Regions from separate parts of the Sus scrofa genome. Here regions 2, 3 and 4 are each linked to region 1. The links are chromatin contacts, called in public HiChIP or PLAC-seq maps. All regions are on one chromosome and are shown on one strand. The core of a region is the stretch at or near the end of the contact, and the rest is flanking DNA. Distances in the headings are between cores, read along the strand shown. Region 1 holds the start of CIRBP (cold inducible RNA binding protein). Region 2 holds the start of RPS15 (ribosomal protein S15). Region 3 holds the start of POLR2E (DNA-directed RNA polymerases I, II, and III subunit RPABC1). Region 4 holds the start of WDR18 (WD repeat-containing protein 18).

Region 1 (6,582 bases), core at 2,729-5,228:
ATCCAAAAGGCAGGGCCGTTCGGTGGTCTCCAATCCTGCTTACGGATCGAACCTACTGGTGAGGCACAGCTGCCTGGCCGAATGCCTGGTCGCAGGCAGGAAAGGGCAAACGGCTGGGCTCTGCCTTTAGGTCTAGCTTGATTTAAAAAAAAAAAAAAAAAGAAAAAAAGAAAAAAAAAAATGGAAGAGCAAAAACCAGTCAAAGGAACATTCCCCGGTTACATGACTTTACTTTCAAAAGAGCTCTGGACAAGAAGAGGGATGTGGACGAGCAAAAGGAGTTACCTCGAATTACAGGACTATCTCCACATATGAGCTAGCCCAGGGAGCAGCTTGCGTCTCAGAGGTTTCTGTTGGGCGCACAACACTTCTGTCCTCCGAGGGGCTGCAGCTTCCATAGGCTAGCAGAGAACGCTCAGAACTTGTAAAGCAACAGCAGAGCTAGCTAACAAACTGGTCGATCTGGAGTCACCCAAGGACACTGCTTACGTCTGCTCTCTGGCCTGCTTCTAAACTAAAGTGCTCGGGGTCAATGTCAGGTGCCCGTGTGTCCACCGTCCCTGCTTGGCTGCCCGCCCTGTCGAGCCCTCTGGCTGCCACTGCCAGAGGCCTCCCGGTGCTGCCCTGTGGTCCAAGAGCCCACTCCCATCACCCACCTGCTCACCTAACTGGGACCAGTGGCAGTCCGCTGTCACAGGGGCCTGGCCAGCGTCATTGCCTCTGCCTTTCTCCTCTAGCTCTCGGCAGCCTCAGGAAGGACTGGTGGACCTAATCCTCAAGCTGCCCTCTCTGCTCAGGTCTGCCTGCTGCGAGTCCGCAGCAGGGAAAGTGTGGTGTGATCAAAGGGAGATGGTCAGAGCAGGTTCATTCAGACGGGCTTTTAATCGGCTTCGTGAAGCCAAAGAAAACTGCATACAAGAATTCCTTAGCCACTTCAAATACAACATCGATGACATATGCACACGTCTTCCAGTAAAAAAAAAGACAATATAAATAAACATTTTCAAGAAACTCTTGGGACGTCTGCAAGTCTACCGTGGATGATACAGTACAGAGGGGCGGTGGGGCCAGGCAGCCGGGCACCTCTGCCGCCACCCGGTCCTACCATACCATGCTACGCTCAGGAACATTACACGGAGCTGAAAAAAAGCCACAGTGTGCTCAGCTTCCGACAAAGAGCGGATTCAGAGTCCGTTCAGACTCAAAAGACAAGTGACTCGGGGCCCCTAACTACTTGGGGCCGACCCCACGAAAAAGAGAAAAAAGGCAACACAACCCAAACTCAAACTCTCGCAACCCTCAATGATTTTTCTAAAAAGCTCATGGCTCACGATAAAAAGTAAAACCTGAAGTGCTTTGCAAAACATGTTCAAAATCCTCAAAAACAGATGGCACTTCTTTAAAAAGAAAAGTGTAATAATGAGGCCATCTGGGGTCAGAAGCAGTCAGGCTGTGTTTGACAAGATAGGAACTGATAAGACTACAAAAGTGGGTACAAGGAGGTGGATTCACTACACATTAACGATTCAGCGGAGCTCCCAAAATCTTTAAATATACAGCCATTGGAAGGACGATCTTGAGCAGGATTTTTACTCGTTGTGTGTAGCTGAGAAGAAGAAGCAGGCACAGTGTAAAGGCACTGAAGCACGCGACAGGACGCAGCATTCCACGCCCGGGCCCAGACCTGGGGGCTCAGCCCTGCGGCCTCGGGGGCAACCAACCCCCCCACGGCCGAGGGTGGCGGGCGACGGCAGGCCCACATGCACTTATGCTGCCTGCTCCGTGGGCCCTCGCTCTCCCTTTCCTTCTTGGTCAATCTAGTTTCACGATTATGTTTGTGGTAGAAATGGCTGCTGGCACCAAGACCCAGGAGGGCAGTCTTGGACCTTGTGGGCAAGCAGTGAGCAGGTCTGAGCGCTGCCCACAAAGGGCACTAAGGCTCACTGTGCTCCCACTGCAGGCCCTCAGAGCGCCACTTACCGTAACTGTCGTAGCTGTCTCTGTAGGACCCGCCTGAGCTCCGGTCACCATAGCTGCCACCCTGACTCCGGCTGTAGGAAGGACATGGGTGGGCGCTGGACGGTACCTTAGGCTACTTAGAGCAGCCCACATGCCAGCATCCAGGCAGACACCCTTGGCCCCTAGATGGGCCCACCACCCTCACCTGCTGTAGTAGTCCCTGGAGCCGCCATAGCCCCCACTCCTGGACTCGAACCGGCTACCACCATAGCCTCGATCCCCTCCTCCTATACAGAGACAAGAAGTGAGTGTCAGCTCTTGAAGCAGTGCCCCCACCTCTTCCCTGCAAGTGGCACTCACCTCTGGAGAACCCACGGCCCCGGCCTCGGCCCCCACGGAAGAAGCCCCGGCCCCCCGAGGAGCCACCTCGGTACCCACGGGATCGGTTATCAGATGACTTCCCGGCCTGGTCAACCCGGATCTGCCGCCCATCCACAGACTGGAGACCAGAAGTCGATATGGTTAGCCCCCGCACCTCCTGCACTCAGGTTGCAGCCCGGACCTTCTAGACCCCAGGACAGCCGCCTCTCACCTTCCCGTTCATGGCCATCATAGCGTCCTTGGCGTCATCAATGTTCTCAAAGGTGACAAACCCAAAGCCCCTCGATCGCTGGGTCTCCCTGTCCTTCACTACTACCACTGTGCAAGGGAGAGGTCTGAGGTCAGTACCCAGCTCTCCCTGTGAGCGGCCTTGCTCAGCTGCCAGCCAATCTGGAACCAGCCTCACCTTCTGAGATCTGCCCATATTTTGAGAAGACCTGCTCCAGCGACTGCTCATTGGTGTCAAAGCTCAGCCCTCCAACGAAAAGTTTGCCCTCGTCTGATGCCATGGTCACCTGTGGCAAACACCACTGAAATCCTCAGAGGTCCTGCAGGGGCCGGGAGAATCACCCCCTCGCCGTTTTTTACTTTAGACAAATAACACACGCTCCTGGGACAAACATTGGAAAATTGCTTTTGTGCCCTTTAACCATCCCAAGCTCATACCTAGGGCTTAATTCAAACAAGCCCTTGATTCCTTTATCACTCCCCCTTGCCCCTTTTCTGTGCTTGGGCCAACTCCACTCCCGAAATTGGGGGCTCCCGGAAGGCTAGGGCCAGACCGCGGTTCTGCAGCAAGCACTCTTCAGTGCTGCCTGGATTTGGGACCCCAAAACTCCAGCTACGCTGACACCCTCTCAGGACGTTTAGGGCTGGACAATGAAGGAAGGCATCAATCTCCACTGCCACCGGCTGAGTGCACACTGGCTTCTGTCTTTTGCTAACATGTCGGGGGGTGGGGAGGGAGCTAACTTCTAACCCTCTCTATTATACAGGGGCGGCAAAGTGCTTGGTCTACTGTAGGGTGCTATGATGTTAAAAAGGAGCGGGATGTGGGGAGGTGCTGACTTAAAGCGACCCTTTACAGGAAAGGGGCCTGCGCTGAATGACTCCAAAACCAGGCCTGAAGACGACCCGCAGCCTTGCAACCCCTTGCAAGTTTGGGCCCAAACCTGGGGATCGGAGAGTGGGCGGCACCCATGATGTGCCGCCCTCACACAACTCCAACAGGAAAGAGGGGAGTAGCCCCGGCCCCGCCCCCGCGCATGCGCCCCGCCTGCGGCTTGCGCCACTCCATCCGGGTACCCGGGGCTCCCGCCATTTCGCTGGGCGCAGCCTCGCTCTCGCGGCCGCCATTTTACGGCGGTGACCCGCTCGCGGCGCTCTAGCCCGCGGAGGACGTCCTCCGGCCGCGGCACGGCCCGGTCTCCGCAACCCCTCTCCGCCGGCGGAGCGGACTCCACCCCGGACCCGCCCCGGTACCGCCCCCCGCCCAGGGGCGTGCTGCCACCGCCCCGCCTTGGCCGGCCCGCCTTGGCCGCCCGCCGCCCCGGGCCCGCGGAGCCGGTACCGCCAGGGCCCTCACCACTGAGTTGGGCAGGTCCCTGGCGCAGGCGGGAAGACAGCACAGCACAACGGCCTGAGCCTTCTAACGCGCGAATGAGGGGGGGCAGTTTCCGGGTACGGCCTTTTGTACGCTGCCGCTGGGACCCGCCCCCCCTAAGCCCGCCCCCATCCCCCCCTCCCCGAGTCGGCCAATCCAGGGCCCCTGAGGGCGTGGCTGTGCCTCACATTTATGAGTTGGGGGGCTGGGCCTGTGCCGACCCCGCCCCCTCCCGCGTGCTGGCGGGGGTCAAAGTGCCTGGCGGGGATGCGCATGGTCTGCAGTCTCCAGACCATGACGGGGGGCGGGGCCAGCGCGCTGCTGGGCGGAGCTGACCCACTTCCGCGTGCCAGTCCCTGGCCTGCGGCGGGGAACAAAAGGGGTTCAGGCTGCTGCTTCCTCCTGGGAAAGCTCCCTGGCCGCTGCAACCCCGTCCTTTGCAGTGCTCCAATAATCGCCCACATAGGACCTCAGCCAGATCCCCATACGCACCTGAGGATCAGCTCTCAGACACCCCAACTGATGAATCCTGACATCAGTTCTTATATATTTGCCAACGTGTAACCGACACCCCAGAGTGCCCAGAACCCAATGCTCCTGAATGTCCCGCTTAACGTGACTGGCCCCAAAGCCCTCCCAAAAATATTCGTCATGATCCCATTCTTCCTACTTTACAACTTTGGGGTACCCCAATTTCACCCAACCCAGTTTGCCTACAAATCCCAACTTGCATCCTGACTTCACTCCGTCTAGTGCAACGCCCACACCCCCAGTCAGCTGGCCAGACCCTTTTGTGCATCCCAGCACTAGATGGCTGGCTGACCTTGTCCTGGCCTCTCAAACCCACAATTGGGCGCAGCCCTGAGTCCCACTGGACCTCAACATTCAGCTCAGCCCCCGCCTCCCCTTAATCACGTGCTCCAGCACCCCCCCCAACACTATTCTGCACTCCCTTGGCTCCTCCCCCTGAATCTTTTTCCTGTATGAAAGTCCGAATCCGGAGGCCTCTGCAACAGGAGAACCAGGTTTGCAGGGATCTTTACCCCCAGGGCTGCTCCTCTGGATCCCCATGCCCTCTTTATGGGAGCCCCTCTCACGGCCACCACTTTCACCCTGCCCAGGCCTTGGTTACACTACCTTCTGTGTCGCAGAACCCTCCATGGGGTGGAAAAAGCTTGCACAGCTGCTTAAGGGTAGCGAGTTGCCTGCTGAGGCGAGGGTTTCATCTCCTGCCTGGTGCAGTGGGTTAAGGATCTGGCACTGTTGCAGCTGTGGCAGGTATTCAATCCCTGGCTGAGGAAATTCCATCTGCTGCTGGTGCAGGCATAAAATTAACAACAACAAAATGCTAGTGTAGACCCCTGCCTGCCCAGACCAGAGGCCCAAGCTATATCCCTAGAAAGTCTTAAAAGGGCAGACCCTCTGCATAAAAACAGGGGGATTTTAGAGCAGAGACCCATGCTTTGCTTTGCTGCCTGCCCCAGAAAAGTTCCAGTCCCACTCCAGGAGCCAGACTCTGTCACACCATAGTGACAGAGTCTGGCTCTGGATCTAGCTGATGCAGTAGGGACCTGAGCATGGACGCTGACTCCTGTAACAGGATCGTTGGGACACCTCCTTGGCTCAGGATCCCCTTCCCCAGGCAGCAGCTCATGACTCATGGCAGCCTTGTCTCTGCACCTCCTCCCCCATGCCACAGCTCCCCCCATACAACTCTCCGTCAGCAGCAGCCTGCTGCTGCGTCAGCCACACACGCAGGATGGTTATTAAAGGGAGCAGAATCAACAGTTAGCTCCCCCTCCTGCTGCCGGCAGCCATGGGAGGGCCTGGGGCCGGGTATGCCCAGCCCAGGAGTAACTTCCCCTCCATTTCTGATCTACTCCTCCAGCAAAGTCAGGTTGGCAGCTCCTGACCCCAGCCCAGGGGGGTCCCTGCAGTCATGGGAGCCCCCATTACTCCACCACTCACTGCCCTCCCCGCGCTCTTGCCCACAAGTCAGCATTCTCCTGGTTTTGTAAGGTGCTTGGTTCATTCATTCATTCATTCATTTCACCACACAACGTTTACTTACTACGAGTCTGTTACTGGGTACCGGGCTCCATGTGTATCCATGATTATCCTGAGTTCCCATCATGATGTGGACCTACACCTGTGGATACCTGTCCCCAGGTGCACCTATCCCCAGATGCGCCTACTCTGGGCATTATGTGGTAACTGTGTGCTTGTGTCTCAGGTGTGTTACTGTATCTGTGTTTTCTGTGGTTACCGGCGTCTGCGTGTCCCTATGACTCGATGTGTAACCGAGACCGTGTTTGTGGGGGTGTGAGGGGCCATAAGTTTACTTTCAGGAGGGTGAGACAACCTTCTCCGCCTTGGCCGCCGCTCCACGCTCTCCCCGCGGACACAAGGGGGCGCTGAGGCCTCGCTGTCACCCTGGGTGGAGGCTCCCGGTTCCGCCTCCCTCCCTCCCGCCCCTGTTCCCCCCGACCCTGCCCGGCTCCAGCCAGAGGCCGCAGGCACCGGCAAGGGAGAAGATTCCCGTCACGCCCCCAAGCCCGCCCCCGCGCCGCCGGAGCGCTGGGGGCAGCCGGGAAGGAGGGGGCTCAAAATAGCTGCAGGCGGGGGCGAGGCTGCTTTTT
Region 2 (7,286 bases), core at 2,716-5,215, 150 kb before region 1:
CTAGGCCATAGCCACAGCAATGCAGGATGTGAGCCACATCTCCCCCATTAATTTGGGGAGTTCCTATTGTGGCTCAGCAGGTTAAGAACCCAACTAGTGGAGTTCCCGTCGTGGCTCAGTGGTTAACAAATCTGACTAGCATCCATGAGGATACAGGTGTAATCCCCGACCTCGCTCAGTGGGTTAAGGATCAGGCATTGCTGTGAGCTGTGGTGTAGGTCACAGTTGCAGCTTGGATCTGGTGTTGCTATGGTCCTGGCATAGGCTGGCAGCAACAGCTGATTAGACTCCTAGCCTGGGAACCTCTGTATGCTGCAAGTGCAGCCCTAAAAGCACAAAAAGATCCCCCCCCCCCAAAAAAAACAGAACCCAACTAGTATACATGAGGATGTTTGATCCCTGGCCTTGCTCAGTGAATTAAGGACCCAGTGTTGCTGTGGCCTAGGACTAGAACCCCAGCCAGGAAACTTCGTATGCCACAGATGTGGCTCTGCAGGATCCCCCTGGTGTGGCATGGCTGTGAGCCAATAAAACTTTACAGAGAGCAATGTCTGCAGACCCCCAAGTGAGACTCACCTGGGCACCTATTCCCATTCCCACCAGGGCCTCCCCACCCTGGAAGATAGAGGAACTCACATCCCTGGCACTTGCATTTGGCTCCTGGTAGGGAAGGCGGGTAGCCACTTCCAGCTCTGTGCATTCATACAGCCACCTTCCTACAAGGGGTGGATTTGCTCGGGCCATCCCTCTCCCCTCTGCCAATGTGACCTGAAAAATATTTCGGCAATTGTATTTTTTTAATTATGTAAATTCCAAGAGACAATGGAGCCTACAGTGAACCCTCACCTACTCCTTCCTTCCCAAGTTGGGAATCCTGGGCCCTGCAATCAGTTTATGTTCTGAGTGAAGACCATCTGGCCATGTTGCCCAGAGACCTTTCCAGGTGGCAGCTGACAAAGGCCTTTAAACACAGAGCTAATGATCTCAACTGACACAAACTGAAGCCCAGTCAGTTTCAGGGATTTGCCTCCAAGTTTTATTGTCCCTTTATTGTTCTAACCTCACCTGTGAGGTCACCTGTGCTGTCTGGTGAGCTGAACGCTGACCCCCCACCCCCCCAGTTCATCCTTCTCCACTGCTAAGTGCACTGTTTTTTCCCAGGCCCACTGGAACCCAGGCTTTCTGCAAGGCCCTGGCTCTTTGCACGGGGACTTTTAGAAGAGGGAGATCTAGCAGCATTTTGATTTCTGCCCGTTCCTTCTGGGCTGCTCTTTGGGGTTGTAAAGAGCTTTCAGAGAATCACAGACTAGACCACAGCACCTGGGTTCTTGTGCTGAACTGGATCCTGCAACCTGTCCTCCAACAGTTACCAACACTCAACAGATGTTAACAGTGACACATGCTCCCTTCTCAACAGCTTAACTCCAAATCAAGATAAATCAGTATGGGAGTTGCTGTTATGGCTCAGCAGATTATGAATCTGACTAGGATCCATGAGGATGAGGGTTCAACCCCTGGCCTTGCTCAGTGGGTTGAGGATCTTGTGTTGCCATGGGCTGTGGTGTAATTCACAAATGTGACTTGGATCTGGTGTGCCTGTGCTGTAGGCTGGAGCTCTGATTCAATCCCTAGCCTGGGAACTTCCGTATGCTGCAGAGGCAGCCCTAAAAAGAGGTAACTCAGTATGTGTAAATCATGTTAAAACTGAGATAAATTCCAGAAAAAAGGAACCCTAAGCAACAGCCACTATGGGAGAGGACAAGTCTCCTTTCTCCTCTGCCTTCTGCCTGTTTCTCTCTGGACTCTGGCCACCCCTCTGCTCTACCACCTTGACTGATGGCTGATGCTGACTTCCACCAGCTCAGTGAGCTACAGGATCTCATGCTGCCTAGACAGCCACTGCCCCCATTCCTGGGCGGAAGCATGAACATCCTTTCCTCCTTGGTCTGCAGGTCTTGCCCATCATGAAAGAAACCATCAGGGCCACCTTAGGAACAGGGTAAAGACCTCTCTGAATCAAACCCCATGGGGGCCAACTCCACACACAGGATACCCCAGGAAGGCTCAATCCAAGGCTGGGGCCCCATGGTTTGGGAAAGCTGATCAGGAGCACAGAGAACAGGGGAGGAACATGGTGAGTGTCCAAAGCACTGAGGAATGCTGAGAAGGTGTGTGGTCGGGGGGTGGGAAGGTCACTGTTCCTGTTGATCCACTGTGGGAACCTGGGAAGAGAGACTGCAGAGGGGGATGGCGGCTTAGGCAGCAGCTGCCTCTGAATGGGCCAAAGAGCACCCACGAGCTGCCAAGCAACTACAGGCCAGAGAAGAGCACAGGCCCCTGGACATCTCTGAACTTGCTACAGGGCCAGAGTCACATGTAGCGCCCCACTCACTCCTTCCCTAGCTTCAGCCTGCCAGAATTAGGCTGGCATTGCATCTACAGCAGAAATCCCAGGGGCACACACTGCCTAGCCCTGGTCCACTGCCCACCCCTCTTCCCTGAGGGACTGACTGGACACAACACATGGAAAAGGACCAGTCAGACTCAGGACTAGAGAAGGCTGCCTTTATTGGCCAGCAGGCTACTACTTGAGGGGGATGAAGCGGGAGGAGTGCGTGGCCCCGATACCAGGCCGGCCATGCTTCACAGGCTTGTACGTGATGGAGAATTCGCCTAGGTAGTGTCCAATCATCTCAGGCTGTGAGAGAAGGGAGCAGGGTGGTCAGGCAGGTGTGGGTGGCCAGCCCCCACCCACCCAGGCCTGCCCCAGGGCAGCACAGGCCACACGTACCTTGATCTCCACCTGGTTGAAGGTCTTGCCATTGTAGACACCTACCATGCTGCCCACCATCTCGGGCAGGATGATCATGTCTCGCAGGTGCGTCTTCACTACCTCTGGCTTCTCCATGGGTGGCGCCTCCTTCTTGGCCTTGCGCAGGCGCTTGAGCAGCGAGTGCTGCTTCCTCCTCAGACCTCGGTTCAGCCGCCGCCGCTGCCGTGCGCTGTACAGCTGCATCAGCTGCTCGCTGGGGGCAGAGCACTGGAGGCTCAGTCCCCGTGGTCCACCCACTAATAGGTCTGTTTCCTGCAGTGCCCCCAAAGCGATGCACCTGACCCGCTCACGAACCAAGTACCCAGGCCAAAGGCTCTGGATGAAGCCCTCCAGCTCAAGGACCTCTACTTTGCTATGTCAAACAAGGAAATCCGAGGCAGGAAGGGGGGTGGATCAGATGAGGAGGCCAAACGACTGGAACTTTGCAAGCAAATTGCTGTGCTTAAGGCCTCAAGAACCCAGGAGCACTGCAAGTAACAGGGCCCTGTGCTGTGCCCTCCAAGAAGTGGGCCCCTCCCAGTCAGGCCCACGGGTGTATCTCCAGGAGAAAAAACTGTCCCTGGCTACCATTAAGCCTCCCTTCCCATCTGGGGGCCTGAATAACGCAACCACCCTGGCTAAGCTTCCAGCCTGTAAAGTTCGCTAACAAAAGACAATAACCTTTTTTTTTTTTTAAACTGCTACACCTGTGGCATATGGAAGTTCCCGAGTTAAGGAACTTAGCTGCAGGCCTTACACTGCAGCCACACCGGCTCTTTAAGCCACTGAGCAAGGCCAGGGATTAAGCCCGCAACCTCGCAGAGACAATGTCAGGTCCTTAACCCGCCGAGCCACAAGGGCAACTCCTAAGACAGCCTTTACATGTCCAAGCGGATGCCGATATCCAAAGAGAACAAGCAGAACTCTTACTAGATTCCACACTCCACGCCCCCAAATAAACTTTTATCAGCACGCAGCCCCGCCCACTCGTTTACACAGGGTCTACAACCTCGGCTGCAGATTAAGTTGCAACCCCAGTTCTCGGGTCCCCTCCTGCCACCACTTACTAAGACATGTCCAGCAGCTGGTCGAGGTCCACGCCGCGGTAGGTGAACTTGCGGAAGGTCCGCTTCTTCTTCTGCTCTACTTCCGCCTGCGCGAGCCCGGGAAGGGGCTAAGCAAGACCCCGACACCCACCTCCCACCCATGCAGCGGGGTCACGGGGCCCGCAATTCCCGCCGAGAATCGCGCGAAGCTCTGGAGTACGAAAGCCGACAGGAACAGATCTTCTCGGGCCGGTTCCAGGCAGGGCGGCAAGCACGGCCCGGGGCTACAGGGGCTCGCCTAAGACATGCGGGCCGACACAGGCCTTCCCCGCCCCGGGTCGTCCCAACCCCCACCAGGCCTGCCCCGCGCCCCCATATCTGGCGGTTCCGGAGGCCTGTTGGAGGCTACCGCAGCCGCGCAGCCCGATCCTGACCCCCGCGAGGCGGCCAGAGTTCGGATGGCACCGGATGGATCCGGCACAAACACACCAAGCACAAACACTCACCATCCCGTCGGCTCTTCGGAAAGGAACACTCCCGCTACGCCTGCGTAGTTATCGCGCGGCCTTTCACGTGCCCCGCCCCCGGCCGTGCGCGCGAACGCACTTCCGCTTTCCCGCCGAGGACGGGCGTCCTCTGTTGTCCGGAGGCCAGAGTGCTGGCTGAGAGGAATAAAGAAGCCCCCGCCTTTCTTGGGTGCTCAGATCCCCAGCATGGGGCCGGTAGCCTAGTGTTTGGGGATTCTTTCCTCAACTGGGAAACATGGGTTACATCGCGGTCCCTTTCGGAGACTCATATTCGTGCTCTGTAATTTCCATAGCGAACCCCACCTAGGAAGAGTGGGCGGAGTTCCTGTTGTAGCTCAGCGAGTTAAGAACCCGACTAATAACCATGAGGATGATGATTCGATCTCTGGCCTCGCGTAGTAGGTTAAAGGATCTGACGTCGCAAGCTATGGTGTAGATCTCTGAAGCGGTTCGGATCCAGCGTTACTGTGGCTGTGGTATAGGCGAGCAGCTACTGCTCCAGTTCGACCCCTAGTCTGAGAACCTCCATATGCTGCGAGTGCGGCGAGGCCCTAAAAAAAAAAAAAACAAATAATGTTTGCAGTAGGCGCTGGCTGGGGGGTTCAGGGCTGTCCCTTCCCTAGGAAGCTCACATCCCAGTGGGCGAAGCTGCCACATAAGGAACAAGGTTATACAGATATCTGAGACAAGAGGAAAGTCTGGAGGCGGTGGACACGGGCTTCACACAGATGGTCAGAAAAGGCATTCCTGATAGGGACCAGCCAGCCTTTAACAGACAAAATTTTAAAAGTAGCAACTGTAACATTGCAGTGCTAGGGTTGTGACACAGAGATGTAATATGTTTAAGGATAATAGCAAGAATGGGACAACGGATTAGAACTATATAGGTGTACTCCATCAGAAAGTGAATCTGGTACATTAAGGTGTTTGTGGTGGAATGTGGCCAGGCAATGCTACAAACAACTGAAAGCAGGGATTAGAACACATTTGCACACCTATGTTCACAGGAGCGTGATTCACAGTAGCCAAAAGATTGGAAACAACCCTAGTGTCCATCCATGGTTGATGGATAAACACAATGTGGTCCACCTCTGCATTGGAATATAACTCAGCCTTAAACAGGAAGGAAATTTTGGGAGTTCCCGTCATGACTCAGTGGTTGGCGAATCCAACTAGGAACCATGAGGTTGTGGGTTTGATTCCTGGCCTTGCTCAGTGGGTTAAGGATCCAGCATTGCTGTGAGCTATGGTGTAGGTCGAAGACGCGGCTGGGATCCCACGTTGCTGTGGCTCTGGTGTAGGCCGGTGGCTACAGCTCCGATTAGACCCCTAGCCTGGGAACCTCAATGTGTCATAGGTGTGGCCCTAGAAAAGACAAAAAAAAAAAAAAAGGAAGGAAATTTTGACACATAATGTTGATGGACCTTGAGAACATCAGTGAGTGAAGCCAGACACAGGACAGATACTGTCTGATTCTACTACCAAGAGGTTCCTGGAGGAGTCAGATCCAGAGAGACAGAAAGTAGATTTGCTGTGGCTCGTAGGCTGGCAGCTGTAGCTCTGATTAGACCCCTAGCCTGGGAACCTCCATATGCCTCAGGAGCGGCCCTAAACAAACAAACAACAAATGGTTAAAAATGGCAAATCTCATATCGTGCACAATAAACAACCACCAAACAGATGTATGCGGTAAACTTCTTAGGTAACTCCTAAGAAACTCTAAACAATGAAAAAAAATCCTTAAAACAATTAAAATGCTGCAATAGAAAATACTCAATGCAAGAGAAAGCATTACTAGAGACAAGAACAGAAAGATGTGACATACAGAACAGAGTGAAATGTTTGGCAGAGGTAAATCCAAGCATGTATGGTTGACAGTGGATTGAGGATGCAACCAGCTCTGCTTGGTGGGTTCCATCTGGAAGGAGTGAATGTGCAAAGGCCCTGAGGGAGGAATGAGCTGCTAAAACAAGGGAAAGGAGGAGTTCCCGTTGTGGCACAGTAGTGAAAGAATCCGACTAGGAACCATGAGGTTGTGGGTTCAGTCCCTGCCCTTGCTCAGTGGGTTAATGATCCGGCGTTGCCGTGAGCTGTGGTGTAGGTTGTAGACGCAGCTTGGATCCCGCGTTGCTGTGGCTCTGGAGTAGGCCAGTGGCTCCAGTGGCTACAGCTCCAATTAGACCCCTAGCCTGGGAACCTCCATATGCCGCGGGAGGGGCCCAAAGAAACAGCAAAGAGACAAAAAGACAAAAACCAAACAAACAAAAAAAACAAGGGAAAGGACAATGCCCTCCCCTGCCCCCAACATGACTCCACTGTGCCTCAATACTCTGTCAGGCAGGTGGCAACCAAGCCTCCAGTCCCCTCCTGCCCATCCTGCCCAGTTCATTGGGTGGGATTTGGCTCAGCCGAATGGCCTTGTGGGGAGTGGGGCTGGCCTGGAGGGAACAAGAAATCTGAGCTTTCCTCAGACATTTCCACAATCCTGGCAGGGGTAAGGAGAGCCAACTAAACTCCAGCAAATGAGGGGGTGTCTTTCCCTGACCTAGGGAAGCACAAGCATTTTGTTTGGGGCTGCAGGAAGTGCCCTTCAGGGTGTGGCATGGCACAGGCTTGCCCAAGTTCACTGGGGCAAAATTGGTCCTGGGAGCTCTCAGCAGGCTCTAAATCCCTTCACTGATTGCATAGTGCCCTTTGGCCAAGACCTGGAATTCTGCAGGGAATTAATCTTGCTAATGTAAGGAGCTAACTCTTATGCAACAATGACACATGATGAGGACTGGAGTGGACAAGAGGAGGATGTTGGCTGGGAAGGTCCACTTTAGCTGGCTCTAAGAGCTGAGCTCAACTTTCCTGCCTGCAGCGAGCTCAGGGGTGGGACTTTCTGGCTTTCTTTGTTCA
Region 3 (7,354 bases), core at 268-2,767, 140 kb after region 1:
CATTGTGGTGCAGCAGAAACAAATCCGACTAGGAACCATGAGGTTGAGGGTTTGATCCTTGGCCTTGTTCAGTGGGTTGAGGATCCAGCATTGCCGGGAGTTGTGGTGGGGGTCGCAGACACGGCTCAGATTCTGGTGTTGCTGTAGCTCTGGCGTAGGCAGTGGCTACAGCTCTGATTAGACCCCTAGCCTGGGAATCTCCATATGCTGCAGGTGCAGCCCTAAAAAAAAGACAAAAGACAAATAAATAAATAAATATTGAATCATTGAATAAATGTATTACCGAGTGAGAAGTTACTGATGGCCTCCACTGACACAGGGGCACTGGGCTGGGCAAACCTCCTGTATGAACCGGGGTGGTGTATGTGTGTGTGTGGGCAGATGTGGAGGTTGTAAAAACATGCACAATCTTGGGGGCTGTGGGGTATCCAGGGGCTGGGGTGGGCCTCAGGGGACTAGGAAAACAGAGATGAGTGCATTTCATAAGCAGTGGGAGCTATGCCAAGCTCCTCCCAAGCTAACAATCCCTTTAGGTCCTCAGCTAATCCTCTAAGACGGGGACACTTTATTATTTCCACTGTACAAAGTGGATAACTGAGGATCTAGGGCATTAAGTTGGACATGGCCCTGAGTCAACTGAGAAAACTCCCTGCAGTTGATCACACAAACACCTACGAACCATCTCTTAGTAAGTACGAACATCCTGGGAACCGAGCGTACCCAAGACCCTGTCAAGGCCTCAGTCTCCCCTTGCTTCTGCCTACCTGAATTTTTTTTTTTTTTTTTGCTGCACCCCCTCAGCATATGAAAGTTCCCAGGCCAGGGACTGAATCCAAGCCGCAAGAGTGATCTGTGCTACAGCTGTGGCAACGCTGGATCCTTAACCCACTGGGCCTGGGATCGAACCCGCGCCTCCGCAGCGAGCGACCCCAGTCACTGCAGGGACAACGACGGATCCTTAGTTCGCTGCCCCACAGCTGGAACTCCTGCCTCGCTGGATTTTTTTTTTCCCCTTAATTTTTTTTTATTACTCAAATGAATTTATCACATCTGTAGTTGTATAATGATCATAACAATCTGATTTCACAGGATTTCCATCCCACAGCCCAATTACATCCCCCCACCCCCTAAACTGTCTCCTCTGGAGACCATAAGTTTTTCAATGTCTGTGAGTCAGCATCTGTTCTGCAAAGAAGTTCAGTCTGTCCTTTTTTCAGATTCCACATGTCAGTGAAAGCATTTGATGTTGGTGTCTCATTGTATGGCTGACTTCACTTAGCATGATAGTTTCTACGTCCATCCATGTTGCTAAGAATCTGCCTCGCTGGATTCTAAACGTCCTCCCTAGGCGGGCGTTGAGCAGAAACTACGCCTCCAGAGAGGCCTTGCATTCAAAACCACGCGAGATCTACCGAGGAGCGGGTGAGTGGTGTTTGCCCTCTTTTCGCGCAGCCAACCGCCGCTTTAGTAAGGCTCGGGCTGCCCTTGGCTCTGCCCCTCCCAAAGGTCGCTGCATTCAGGCTTTAGCTGACTACAGCCCTGTAAGGGTTGGGCGAGGTGGAGGGGGCCTGACAGCGGCGCGGCGCAGGCGCAGTGGGCACGGGTCTTGCCGAGCGCAGGCGCTGTAAGTTCGAGGGGGGCGGCAGCCATGGACGACGAGGAGGAGACATACCGGCTCTGGAAGATCCGTAAGACCATCATGCAGGTGAGACGCGCGGGGGCTGCCCTTAGTACTAAGCGAACGCTGTCCGGCGCGCGGACGGCCAGCGCGAGGCCCGAAGATGGGAACGAGCTTTTCTATGTCTGGCCGCGCGGCTCAGGGGAAGGTTCTGGCCCAGGTGGGGCCCGTATTGGGCCGGGGACAGAGGGGCCCCGCCGACCACTGCTGAGTGGCGAGTCCGAGAGACGCCGGGGAGAGGGTCAGGGTTTCGCTGGAGCTGGAGGGAGGGAATTGGCCTCGCGTGTTCCTCTTTCCGGAAAGTTATGGCACTGTTTTGAGGGCCTGATACAGTATTCCAGGATTGTGGATATGGAAGGATCCCTGGTTAGCTGGTCTCAATGCTGTCTGGTTGCCCTGACAGCGCGCCCTGGCCACCAACTTTGAGCTACTCGGGCTGATAGGCTCCAAGTCATGCCAGCTCCCTAGCTAAGCGTTCTCTGTGTGCCACGTGCTTTAGGCTACTCCACGGGAGGGGGCGATTGTGATCCCACGGAGGCTTCGGGCCTTGACTAAGACCACCCACCCTCGCCACGGCGGGGATCCTGCCTGGACTAAGCTGGGGCAGTGGCACCCATATTCTCCACCTCCTTGCAGTGCTACCCAAAGACAGGGTAGGAACAGCGTTGCTTCAGGCTGACCGTGTCGCGGGCCCTGGGTGAGAAGAGTGAGCGCTCAAGAGGGAGAGTCCGGGAGTTCCTGTTGTGGCTCAGTGGTTAACAAATCCAACTAGGAACCATGAGGTTGCGGGTTCGATCCCTGGCCTTGCTCAGTGGGTTAAGGATCCGGCGTTGCAGTGAGCTGTGGTGTAGGTCACAGACTTGGCTGGAATCCTGCGTTGCTGTGGCTCTGGTGTAGGCTGGTGGCTACAGCTCGGTTTAGACTCCTAGCCTGGGAACCTCCATATGCCGTGGGAGCGGCCCAAGAAATGGCAAAAAGGGAGGAAAAAAAAAAAAAGAGGGAGAGTCCAGCTGTGGGGTACTTGGCTGAAGAAAGGGGATTCCGGCAGAGTGGGTGGCTTTCTCTTTGTCTGGGTGGTCATCCGGTCTGTCCACTCAAAGAATCCCAGTTTCTGAGTCAGGACCTAGATCTGCTGGCCCCCAGGCCTTGGCCTGGTTTTCCAATAGCCTTCTGCCCCAGGCAGCCCAGCAGCACCTCTCCCAGACAGCTGTCCTTTTCTGCCCCAGACCCAAGGGCCTGGCCTTGGAATCAACAGCCCTCCTCACATCCCAGCCCTGCTCCCATCTTCCCTGCAGTGGCCTTGAGCACCCTGAGCCTTTGCTGTTCTCTCTGCACCTTGGTCACCTGATTCTTTTTCTCTGCAGCTTTGCCACGACCGTGGCTACCTGGTGACCCAGGACGAGCTGGACCAGACGCTGGAGGAGTTCAAGGCCCAGTTTGGGGACAAGCCCAGTGAAGGGCGGCCGCGTCGCACAGACCTCACGGTGCTGGTGGCCCATAATGACGACCCCACCGACCAGATGTTCGTCTTCTTCCCAGGTGAGGGCCTGCTCAGGGCAGCAGCAGCCACCTGCCCTGACACGCAGTCTGTACCCCTCATCCTTCTGCCTCTCTGCTGTATGTAGTGCCTCCACTGAGGCAGCCTGGCTCTCAACCCCAAAGGTAGGGGACCATGCTGGGTCACAAGCACCTTGGGGGCCCACCCTGGTGTGCCTCCAGGCAAGGGAGAGTGCAGAAAATGCCTGCTGAGCAGACCCAGAGGGCACTTTTAAGATTTACTTTATTGAATTATGTTTTACAATGTTATGTTCTTTTCTGGTGTATCGTAAAGCGATTCAGTTACATGCACATAATTATTCTTTTTCAAATTCTTTTCCGTTATGGTTTATTATAGGATATTGAATATAGTTTTCTGTGCTGTACAGTAGGACCTTGTTGTATATCCACCGTATGCATATAAGAGTTTGCATCTGAGAGTTCTCTTTGTGGCTCAGTGGTTAATGAACCCGACTAGGATCCATGAAAGAAAAAAAAAGAGTTTGTGCTTGCTAATCCCAAAATCCCTCAGTCCCCTCCCCGTTGGCAACCACAAATCTGTTTTCTATGTGTCTTTCTGTTTCACAGCTCATTTGTGTTATGTCTTATCTTCCACATATAAGTGATACCATGTAGTATTTGTGTTACTTCATTTAGGTTACTTAATATGATAATCTCTGGGTCCATCCATGTTACTGCAAATGACATTATTTCTTTTTGCTTTTTTAGGGCCCCGCCCGCGGTTTATGGAGAGTCCCAGGCTAGGGGTTGAGTGAGAGCTATGCCACAGCCACAGCAGTGCAGGGTCTGAGCTGAATCTTGTGATCTACACCACAGCTCACGGCAATGCCAGATCCTTAACCTACTGAACAAGGCTAGGGATCAAACCTGTGTCCTCAAGGATACTAGTCAGGTTCGTTAACCTCTGAGCCTCGACGGGAACTCCGATATATGTGTTCTTATTGCCATTTTATTAACTGTTTTGGGCTTGGGTTTTTTGTCTTTTTTCTTACCTTCTCTTGTGGCTTGATAACTCTTTTTTTTTTTTTTTTTTTTTTGTCTTTTTGCCATTTTTTTGGGCTGTTCCCACGGCATATGGAGGTTCCCAGGCTAGGGGTCTAATAAGAGCTATAGCCACCTTCTCCACCAGAGCCACAGCAACGGGGGATCCGAGCCGCGTCTGCAACCTACACCACAGCTCACAGCAATGCCGGATCCTTAACCCACTAAGCAAGGCCAGGGATCGAACCCGTAACCTCATGGTTCCTTGTCATATTCGTTAACCACTGAGCCACGACAGGAGCTCTGATGACTATCTTTAGTGTTGTGTTTGGACTCCTTTTTCTTATAAGTATCTATTGTAGAATTTTGGTTTGCAGTTACCATGAAATTTTGATATAAGAGTCTATGTATAAAAGATTGTTTTAAGTTGTTGGACCCATAATTGCAAGTGCATCTCCAATATCTTGCATTTGTACCCTCCTCTTCCCACAGTTTCTGATTTTGGAAGCATATTTGTGTGTGGATAATTTCCTACCCTTACTGTATGTATGCCATTACCGGTGAGCCTTGTCATTTGTGATATTTTTGTTTCTGGTTGCGGCCTTTTCTTTTCCACCTAGAGAAGTTTCTTTTTTTTTTTCCCCCTTTCCTAGGGCTGCTTCTCATGGCATATGGAGGTTCCCAGGCTAAGGGTCTAATAGGAGCTGTAGCCGCCGGCCTACACCAGAACCACAGCAAGGTGGGATCCGAGCCTCGTCTGCGACCTACACCACAGCTCACGGCAATGCCGGATCCTTAACCCACTGAGCAAGGCCAGGGATCGAACTCACAAGCTGCAACCTCATGGTTCCTAGTCGGATTCATTAACCACTGTGCCACGACGGGAACTCTAAGAAGTTTCTTTAGTATTTTTTGTAAAACTGGTTTAGTGGTGCTGAATTCTTTTAGGTTTTGCTTGTCTATAAAGCTTCTTCAAATCTGAATGAGAGCCTTGCTGGGTAGAGTTATCTTGGTTGGAGATTTTTTCCTTTCATTGCTTTAAGTATATTGTGCCATTCCCTTGGGGCCTATAGAGTTTCTGCTGAAAAATCTGCCCATAACCTTATCAGGGTTCCCTCGTGTGTTGTTTGTATCTTTGCCCTAGCTGCTATCAGTATTTTCTCTTTGTCTTTAATTTTGGTCAGTTTGATAAATATGTGTCTTAGTGTGTTCCTCCTTGGGTTTGTTTATGCTATTTATTTATTTGCTTTTTTAGAGCCACACCTGCAGTGTGGAAGTTCCCAGGCTAGGGGTCAAATCAGAGCTGCAGCTGCCTGCCTACGCCACAACCACAGCAACATGGGATCCAAGCTACATCTGCAGCCTGCACCACAGCTCACAGCAACACCAGATTCTTTTTTTTTTTTTTTTTTTGTCTTTTTGCCTTTTCTAGGGCCGCTCCCGCAGCATATGGAGGTTCCCAGGCTAGCTACACCACAGCTCACAGCAATGCTGGATCCTTAACCCACTGAGCAAGGCCAGGGATCGAACCTGCAACCTCATGGTTCCTAGTCGGATTTGTTATCCACTGTGCCACGACGGGAACTCCCAGCAACACCAGATTCTTAGCCCACTGAGTGAGGCCAGGGATCGAACCCGCATCCTCATGGATACTAGTCAGGTTCATTTCTGCTGAGCCACAATGGGAACTCTGGGTTTATTTTATATGATACTTACTGTGCTTTCTGGATTTGAGTGATTCCTTTCCCATGTTTGGGATGTTTTTGGCTGTTACCTTACTACATATTTTCTTTTTCTTCTTCTTTTTTTTTGCTTTTCTGGCCTGCACCTGCAGCATATGGAAGTTCCCAGGTTGGGGGTGAGTCAGAGCTGCAGCTGCTGGCCTACGCCACAGCAACATGGGATTCAAGCCACATTTGCAACCTACACCACAGCTAATGGCAAGCTGTCTCCTTAACCTGCTGAGCGAGGCCAGGGATCAAACCTGCATCCTCCTGGGTGCTAGTCGGGTTCATTAACCACTGAGCCACAAAGGGAACTCCCTAGCCTCTCTTGCTTCTGATGTCTGCCCCCCTTGTGGCTGAAGTTGGTTCTGGGAGCTTGCTGCAGGCTTTCTGATGGGAGGGACTGGTGTTTGCTCACTGGTAGGTGGGTCTTTGTCTCTGGGTGTGATTAGAGGCAGCTGTGGGGGGGGTCTTTAGTCCATCTATTTGTTGATGGGTCAGGCTGTGTTCCTACTTGGTTTGTTGTTTGGCCTGGGGCTTCTCAGCCCTGATGGGTGGGCCCAGATTTTTCCAAAATGGCCATCTCTAGAGGAGTTCATGCTGAAAATTACTCCCGAAATCTTTGCCTCCTGTGTTCTTCCCCCACAATGAGCCACATCACCCCGTTTTCCCAGGAGATCCTCCAGGAACTGCAGGCAGGTCTGACCCAGATTCCTGTGGAGTCTCTGCTTTGCTCTGGGACTCAGTGAACATCAAAGTCTGTGTGTGACTTTCAAGAGTGGAGTCTCAGAGTTCCCGTTGTGGCGCAATGGAAACAAATCCAACTAGGAACCATGAGGTTTCGGGTTCCATCCCTGGCCTCGCTCTGTGGGTTAAGGATCTGGTGTTGCCGTGAGCTGTGGTGTAAGTCACAGATGTGGTTCGGATCTGGTGTTGCTGTGGCTCTGGCATAGGCCAGCGGCTACAGCTCTGATTAGACCCCTAGCCTGGGAGTCTCCATATGCGGTGAGTGCGGCCCTAAAAAGGACAAAAAAAAGAAAAAAGAGTGGAGTCTCTGTTTGCCCCAGTCCCATGGAGCTCCTGCTCACAAACCCTGCCTGCCCTCAATGTGAAATGCTCCAGGGGCTCCTCCTCCCGAATCCAGATCCCCAGGTGTGGGGACCTGACATGGGGCTCAGGAATCTCACTCTCGGGAGTTCACGTTGTGGCTCAGTAGTTAACGAATCTGACTAGGAACCATGAGGTTGCGGGTTCGATCCCTGGCCTTGCTCAGTGGATTGGGGATCCGGTGTTGCCGTGAGCTGTGGTGTAGCTAGCCTGGGAACCTCCATATGCTGCAGGAGCAGCCCTAGAAAAGGCAAAAGGACAAACAAGAGTGAGCCTCTACGATAGTTATTTTCCAGTCTGTTGGCTA
Region 4 (7,464 bases), core at 594-3,093, 230 kb after region 1:
TTTCCCCCAAACATAACAGACTGTTGGTGACAACCGGTCAGTGGTCTGACCCCATGGTCCACCTGCAGGCTGACCTTCCCCCTACCCTAGTTCTGTACTCTTCTGCTTACCTCCCACAGGTATATGCTCTCTGCGATCCCTGCCAGCACGTACAGGCCATTGGGCGATGTGGTGAGACAGGTCACAGGCCCAGGGCACATGATCTTCTGCTGAAGCTGGTCCTAGAGGCAGAAGAGGCCTCTGAGTGCCATATGGAATGAGGTAGCCAGGGGTGAGGCAAGTGGGGCAGGTGCCCAGGGCAGCTGCTAAGTCCAGGAGGACTAGAAGGAGGAGCAGGGAAAGAGGTAGCTTGAGCTAGTTCACAGTTCAGCAAGGGGGAATCTGCTCCAGGTGAGGCTTTGCAGGGCAGAGGTAGAGGCCTGTGGTTCACTCAGAAGCAGGACAGTGCCTGTGTGGGCTTGGGGCAGGAGGGCCCTGTGAGTGTGGGGATAGGCAAAGCACAGAGGGTCCAGGAGGGCTTTTGCCCCAATCCCGCCTTGAGCCTCAGTTTCCAAATCTCTAAAACAGAACTTCTGTTTGTGCATGGACCACACCAAGCAGAGTCAGAACATAGAGCTTGCCCCTAAGGGATGTCGGCTGGCAAAAAGAGGTGGCAAGCAGCTTCAGGGGCTGCATATGGTTGTTTTTGTGAGAAACCATGGGCCCTGGTGGCAAAAGGTAGCGTCTTTTATGGTGTTGGGGGGTAAATAAACACATGAATCTCCCGGGCTATCTTTCAGCTGGCTTCCCCAGGCCTCGGACCTTCACCTTGAAAGCCCAAGATACCCACGGGACCCCCTGCAAACTCCCTTCAATTAAAATTCCCGCCCAACGCGCCAGCTCCGGCATAGGGCACCTAAGGGACCCACCCCCAGCCCTCTTTGCCCGCCTGCGCGAAGCTGGTGGTCCAGAGGCCCGCCCCCCCAAGCCCGGGAGACACAGACCTCAGCTCCGCGCGTGCGCAGCGCGCTAACCGCGCCAACCCACCCTGGGCGCGCACCTCCCACATCCAAAAAGAGCCCCCACACCTGCGCGTGCGCAGAGCTCCCTAACTGAGACTCCCTACCCCCAACCCGGCTCGTGGTCCGAGCGGACCCCACCGCTCCTTCCCTCGACCCCAGGCTCCTGCGCCGGAGCGCCCGCAACCGCACCTTTCTCTGCAGCTCCCAGGCGCTGATGTAGTTCTTGCCCAGCTGCGCCGCCAGCAGATACTCGCCATTGAGCAGAGCCAGTCCGCGAGGCCCGGCCTGGCCGCCGCGGTACGTGAGCAGGTTGGCGCCCGAGTGCAGCTCCCACACGACGCAGCTCCACAGCTGGGCCGCTGAGTCCGTACACACGGCCACCTCCATGGGCGCCGCCATCTTCCCTCTTCACCGCCCCGGACGGGCGTCATCACTAGCGAGATGCTGGCGACCACGCCGTGCGGGCTAGAGCGGTGCCCACGTTGCCCGGCTCCGGCTGGCCGCCCCGCGCCTGCGCACATGCGTCAGGGAGGGGGCTACCTTGTGAACTAGCCTGTGAACTTGTGAACTCCGCTCCGCGGAGAATTAAGAGGTGCACCGCCTGGTTAGAGATTTTGGAAGATTTCTTAAGAGCAGTTAGGAGCTGCAGAGCCTAGAGGTCTGGCTTGGCCATTTCTGGGTTGGTCAAGTACTCAACTTCTCGAATTTTTTTACGATTATTATGTAAGTACTGAGTACACACAGCCTCAAATGAGACGTTGCACATAAAACACACGACGCACCTTACATAACCCAGAGAGTTAGTCCTCGATGCATGCTAATTAGATGCATATTCATCAATCCACCTTCCGCCTACCCCTGGACCCACCCTTCTTTTTCGTGGGCCACAAAATCTGCATTTTTTTTTTTTTTTTTTTTTTGGCTTTTGGCTGTTGAGGGCCGCACCTCCGGCATATGGAGGGTCCCAGGCTAGGGTTCTAATCGGAGCTGTAGCCGCCGGCTACACCACAGCCACAGCAACGCCAGATCCGAGCCGTGTCTGCGATCTACACCACAGCTCATGGCAAGGCCGGATCATGGCAACGCCGGATCCTTAACCCACAGAGCGAGGCCAGGGATGGAACCCGCAACCTCATGGTTCCCAGTCGAATTCGTTTCCGCATGGGAACTCCTGCATTTTTATTTAAGCAATTTGGTGCAGGTCGAGCAAATTGGGAGCTCTGTCTGAGGAGCACTTACCTCGTGTTATAGCTGCCAGCCGCCGGCCACGTCTAAAACCAGTGCATTTTAAAAGGTGGAATTATTGTTCCCTTGGAATTTCCTGAGATGCTTGCTGTCATATTTTTCCTGAATTCCATTCCACAACGCAAGTTGCAGGTTTTTTATTTATTTTTTGCTTTCTCTGGCTATTATAGGAAAATTAGAAGCGCAACTTATAAGGTTGAGGAAAAATGTTTTTAATTGGAATATATCAGAAATCAATAAAACAGGCGTAATAATATTTGATAAGTTGAGAAAACTGATTGCAGCAGCAATAGCTGATTTAAACTAATGCCTGATTGCGTCATTACTCAGACGCTGGAGCTACCTCAGTTTTAATTTCTGTTTTGTTTTAAAATGAGTAAGTTTCTTTGTAGCAAATGACTGTTGATCTATATCTTAACATTTAAAAAAGGGAGGAGTTCCTGTCGTGGTGCAGCCCCAAACGAATCCGCGGAAAGGAAACCGACTAGGAAGCATGAGTTTGCAGGTTCGATCCCTGGCCTCGCTCAGTGGGTTAAGGATCCGGCATTGCGGTGGTCGCAGACGCGGCTCGGATCTGATGTGGCTGTGGCTGTGGCTGTGGCTGTGGCATAGGCCGGCGGCTACAGCTCCGATTTGTCCCCTAGCCTGGGAACTTCCATATGCGGGTGCGGCCCTGAAAAGACAAAAGACGAAAAATAAAGTCAAGGCTGTCCTGGGCGGCGAACCCACAACATTGGGGAGACTGGGTGTGGGGTGCGTTCAACAGCGTCCAGAGGGGACAGGGGTCCTCGCCCCCCAACCCCGCCGCCCTAACAGGGAGAGGATGGTGGAGAGAGGGAAGAGCTTCCTGGAGGAGAAACGGCGCCCAGAGCCTGGGGGCCCGCAACTCCAGTTCCGGCCGCCAGATGGCAGGCTCCAGCCGCCATTCCGAACCCAGGGGGCACAGCAAGAAGGGAGGGACATCACGGGGGACTTACCTGGTCTGGAGGTCTGGAGGAGGGGCTTCCCAGAGCAGGTGTCCTTCAAGCAGGAAGTAATAACCTGAAGAGAAAGAGGGTCAGAGGTGTATGCAAAGGCCCTGAGGCACACCATGGAGCAGGGAACTGGACAGGGGCATCAGGATTTTGTTTTATCCCACGGGGTGGGGGGAGGCATGTGAAACTGAAAGACTTTTGTAAATTGGGAAGAGCTGAGTGTCCAAACCTTCAGCAGATGTCAAAAGGGAAAACCGAGGCAAGGACCACCTAATCCCAAAGATGGATTGGGGAAAACAGTTCATGTTTTCCACCCCCAGAACCGCTGATGCTCCCTCCCCACTTCCTCAAACATTGTTTTTTGTTTTTAAAGTGTGAATAAGAAAAATGAAATACCTTGAATGCTAGTTTACATTTTTCAGATACTGTTTTCCCTAAACCGTATTTCTTTGTTTTTTGTTTGTTTTGTCTTTTTGCCTTTTCTTGAGCTGCTCCCGCGGCATATGGAGGTTCCCAGGCCAGGGGTCTAATCAGAGCTACAGCCACCGGCCTACGCCAGAGCCACAGCAACACTGGATCCGAGCCACGTCTGCAACCTACACCACAGCCCACGGCAATGCCAGATCATTAACCCACTGAGCAAGGGCAGGGACCGAACCCGCAACCTCATGGTTCCTAGTCGGATTCGTTAACCACTGCGCCACGACGGGAACTCCAAAACCATATTTCTTTGAATCCTGTACCCCAGGAACTCTCTGGAACCCCATTTGAGAATGGGCACACTGCGTTGTTGCCTGCAGTGGACCCAGGTGGCCTTCTAACCACCAACTCAGGGCTTGACCCCCATCTTTTTTTTTTTTTTTGTCTTTTGATGGCTGCACTGAGGCACATGGAGTTTCCCAGGCTAGGGGTTGAATCAGAGCTGTAGCTGCCGGCCTGCACCAGTCACAGCCATGCCAGCTCTGAGGAGCATCTGTGACCTACACCATAGCTCATGGCCACACCAGATCTTTAACTCACTGAGCGAGGCCAGGGATTGAACCTGAGTTCTTGTGGATACTAGTCGGGTTCCTTAACCACGGAGCCATGATGGGAAGTCCGACCCCTGTCCTTCTGAGCACAGGGACCGGTCACTGCTCAGCTCCGGGCCTCAGTTTCCCCACAGCTATGGGATTCAGCCCTGGTTCTGCGGCCACATCTGGGGAAGTAGGGCCTGGAAGTTCCCAAGCACCCAGGTTCCAGGACACCAGGGTGGGCCCTGAAGGTGTGGGCCGCAGAAGAACCAGTTGTGTAAACAGAACTGTGGCCAAGAGAGCGGAGAGGGGCGCTGACGTGGACACTCAGGCAGGGGCAGGCCAGGACTCCACTGAAGGGCAGGGCAGCCAGATTGCAGTTCCAGTCCCCTCCCAGGCCTCTCTTTCCCCTCCTCCCTCTCCCCTCCTCCCTTCCCAGGGGACCCAGCTCACTCAGGCTGCTACATGAGGTCAGAGGTCACCCCACCCCCAGCCTAGTTCCGGAATGAGGACTGACCAGTTGTGTCAGAAGGGCAGGACAAAAGCCACACTATGGGGGCCTCTTGGACCACCCAGTCATCAGACCTCCTTGGTGCCAGCATGACGCCTGGTCCCAGAACCACCAAATCCTAGGCCTGGAGGGTGTGAGGGTGGCAGCAGGAGCAGGATGGGGAAACTGAGGCACAGAGATCTGCACAACCCCTCTGGGTCCCAGCCCTGCAGTCTTCATTCCCTTCACATGTATAGAGCACTCCCAGTTTGCAGGCACTGGGGTGGGAGGCAGTGGTGGGGCCACAAAGAAACCCAGCAGCCCGGTCTTCCTGGGGGGCCCCCCCATTAAGTGCAGTAATGGTAGAAGAGAAGGCAGATGACTCAAGCAGAAAACCCTCTTCTTTCTCGGGGATCTTTTCATCCACACCTTCTGCTCCAGGCTGGCTCCCTAGGCTCTGCCCATCAGACGTGGTTTTGAGTTTCACCTCCTGGGAGGCTCCCTGTGCCTCCTAACAAACACCGAGCAGGAGCGGGAGGCCCAGGAGGCGGGAGGCTCGGCGGGGCTCTGGGAGGCTGGGGAGGAGGTGGTGAGGCCCGACTCCTCCCTGCATCCCCCTGGGGGCTGTGTGACCTCAGGGCCTATTGCCCCTTCTCTGGGCCACTTCAGCAAAGGAATGAAGATGCTGGACTGGCCAATCCAGTTTGCCAAAAGGGCCTTTAAAAAAAAAAAAAAAAACACTTTTCCTTTACCTCTAGGGCAGGGGGGTAGGGGGAAGGAGGCTCGAAGAGGCAGGTGGGTTAACCTGTCCTCCAACCTCTCCTGGTCCCAGGCTGGAGGCAGGGACCACGTGATGGGCTGCAGGGAGGCGTGTGCAGTGGGAGGGGTGACTTACTTTTCCTCATTCAACACAGACTTGGGGGCTGACCCAGCCAGGAGGGACCGGCCTGGGCCAGCCATGGCCAGAGAAGGTGGCAGGAGGCTGGGTCTGCCTACCAGCCCGCCACGCTGACCTTGAGCTGTCGAGTCCCCTGGGCATAGGGTGGGGATGAAGTGACTGTTGATCGGATGCCCAGGAACGCTCCAGCCAACATCCTGCAGAGTGGAGGCTGAGAATGCAGGTCTCCCTCCTGTAGGTGCTGAGCCCAGGGGGCTGACCCCCCCGCCCCCCTGCCTTGGTCTGTTTTTGGGGCCACAAGTGAAATGTGGACATGTGAACCGAACCACTGTGGGAAGGCTGGGGCGGGCAGGGTGGGCCCCTGTGAGGCAAAGCCCACCTGGGCTGTACCCAGTGGGCATGAGGGGGGCTCCTTGCCTTTCCACTCAAAGGCCAGTGTCCCACTGAGTCCAGTAAAGGGCGGCCAAGAGGTGGGTGTGGTCCCACAATGGAGTTGGGGAACTGAGGCTTCAGAGACCCACACTCAGTGCTCAGTGTTTCAAAGAGCATGTGAAAAGGAGTTTTCCAGGCAAAGAAGGGAGGAAGGGGGGATGACCATTCCAGCAAAGGCCCAGAAGAAGGTGGGGGGGGGTGGATCCTTAGAGAACCAAGATGAGACCAGTGATGAGGAGGGGCAGGGGCTTAGATCAGACACCCTTAGGAGCCATCACAAAGAACCCTTGGTGGCAGGGGCAGGAGGCCTAGCCTAGGGGGCTGGGGAACAGGCTGGGGACAATGGCTCTGCCACACCCCTTATCTTCCCCAAATCCCTGGGAGAGGACTGTGCATCAGGCATCCACAGAGGTGCTAATGACCATGCCTGCTCACTAGGAGGAGGGTGACACTGAGGAGGCGGGAGAGAGCTGGTGTGGAGGTGGGTGTCCTCTGTGGGGGGCCATCCTGGGCACTGTGGGGTGTCAAGCAGCCCCCTGGCCTCAGAGTCCCTGGTGGAGGTGGGGCGACACCCAAAAAAACCACCACAGGAGACGTTTTCTGTTAAAAGTCAGAAGTGTTTTGTCTCGTTTTAATATTTCATCAGCTTTACAGGGTTACAATTGTCTTAAATATTTCTGAAGTTTAAATACAATCTGCATAATAATGTTATAAAATGTAAACTTTCAGTGTTCTTTTAAATTTCAAAATCACACCTTATTTTTTCTTTTTACCTTTTTTTTTGGTCTTTTTTTTTTTTTTTTTTCCCTCCCTTTTAATACCTGAATGTTCTGCAAAAACTGAAATAAATCATCACAGGCTGCCCGGCCGCGGCCAGGGCGGCCAGGGCGCGGCGGCAGGCTGGGCCCGGCCAGAGGTAGAGAGTAGATTTACATCTTTTTATTGGAAGTTTTTTTTCCCCCTTTAACCTGAGTTCAGGCGTGGTCTCCACGCCATCTGACAAACCCCAGAGAAACTGAAATTTCACATGTCAGGAATGAAAGGCTGAATTCGTGTTTGCTGAGAAAAAAAAAATGCAGAAGCAAAATTAAGGAAAAAAAAGGATGGTAGTGGGCAAAAATGCTAACAGTGAGAAAAGTGACTGTACAAACGCACAACTATTACAAACCAACCCACCGCCCCGTGCCCCGACCCCTACCCCCGCCCCCGCCCCCCCCACAGCCGGACAGCTACAGCCCTGCGGCCGGTATAGAGGTCACAAGGAAGGTTCTAGAAGCAGCCCATCCATAAAGTATCTCCAAAGTAGGGGTGCCCCTGTTGATCCTGAGTTTTGGGAGTCCCCATGCACGGCATGCTGCTAAGCCCCATCCATTCCAGAATAAACAGCCCTTGTCCCCACCTGGGTTTGCAT

What was found. HiChIP or PLAC-seq counts read pairs in DNA pulled down with a chosen protein or histone mark.
Region 2: a contact with region 1 is called in an H3K27ac HiChIP or PLAC-seq map of alveolar macrophages. The contact joins the promoter of RPS15 here to the promoter of CIRBP in region 1. A contact is called at or near these places in 1 of 5 promoter capture datasets (fetal skeletal muscle), 1 of 47 Hi-C or Micro-C datasets (epiblast stem cells) and 1 of 2 datasets of contacts at active chromatin or transcription factors (alveolar macrophages).
Region 3: an H3K27ac HiChIP or PLAC-seq map of alveolar macrophages shows a contact between it and region 1. The contact joins the promoter of POLR2E here to the promoter of CIRBP in region 1. A contact is called at or near these places in 2 of 47 Hi-C or Micro-C datasets (embryonic fibroblasts and liver) and 1 of 2 datasets of contacts at active chromatin or transcription factors (alveolar macrophages).
Region 4: a contact with region 1 is called in an H3K27ac HiChIP or PLAC-seq map of alveolar macrophages. The contact joins the promoter of WDR18 here to the promoter of CIRBP in region 1. A contact is called at or near these places in 1 of 5 promoter capture datasets (liver) and 2 of 2 datasets of contacts at active chromatin or transcription factors (alveolar macrophages and skeletal muscle).

What each region holds. Positions count from the first base shown.
Region 1 is chr2:77,190,319-77,196,900 of Sscrofa11.1, forward strand. CIRBP (cold inducible RNA binding protein) reads right to left here and starts at 3,979. Exons shown (of 5, transcript NM_001246197.1): 1 at 3,926-3,979; 2 at 2,747-2,888; 3 at 2,552-2,658; 4 at 2,320-2,458; 5 at 924-2,246. The coding sequence starts at 2,849. The coding sequence ends at 2,161.
Region 2 is chr2:77,040,784-77,048,069 of Sscrofa11.1, forward strand. It overlaps RPS15 (ribosomal protein S15), which reads right to left and starts at 3,966. Exons shown (of 3, transcript NM_214334.1): 1 at 3,880-3,966; 2 at 2,792-3,026; 3 at 2,546-2,698. The coding sequence starts at 3,966. The coding sequence ends at 2,585.
Region 3 is chr2:77,329,238-77,336,591 of Sscrofa11.1, forward strand. It overlaps POLR2E (DNA-directed RNA polymerases I, II, and III subunit RPABC1), which reads left to right and starts at 1,518. Exons shown (of 7, transcript XM_003353962.4): 1 at 1,518-1,705; 2 at 3,043-3,217. The coding sequence starts at 1,649.
Region 4 is chr2:77,421,969-77,429,432 of Sscrofa11.1, forward strand. WDR18 (WD repeat-containing protein 18) reads right to left here and starts at 1,844. Exons shown (of 10, transcript XM_013994806.2): 1 at 1,191-1,844; 2 at 111-221. The coding sequence starts at 1,400. ARID3A (AT-rich interactive domain-containing protein 3A) reads right to left here. Exons shown (of 9, transcript XM_013994805.2): 9 at 6,650-7,464.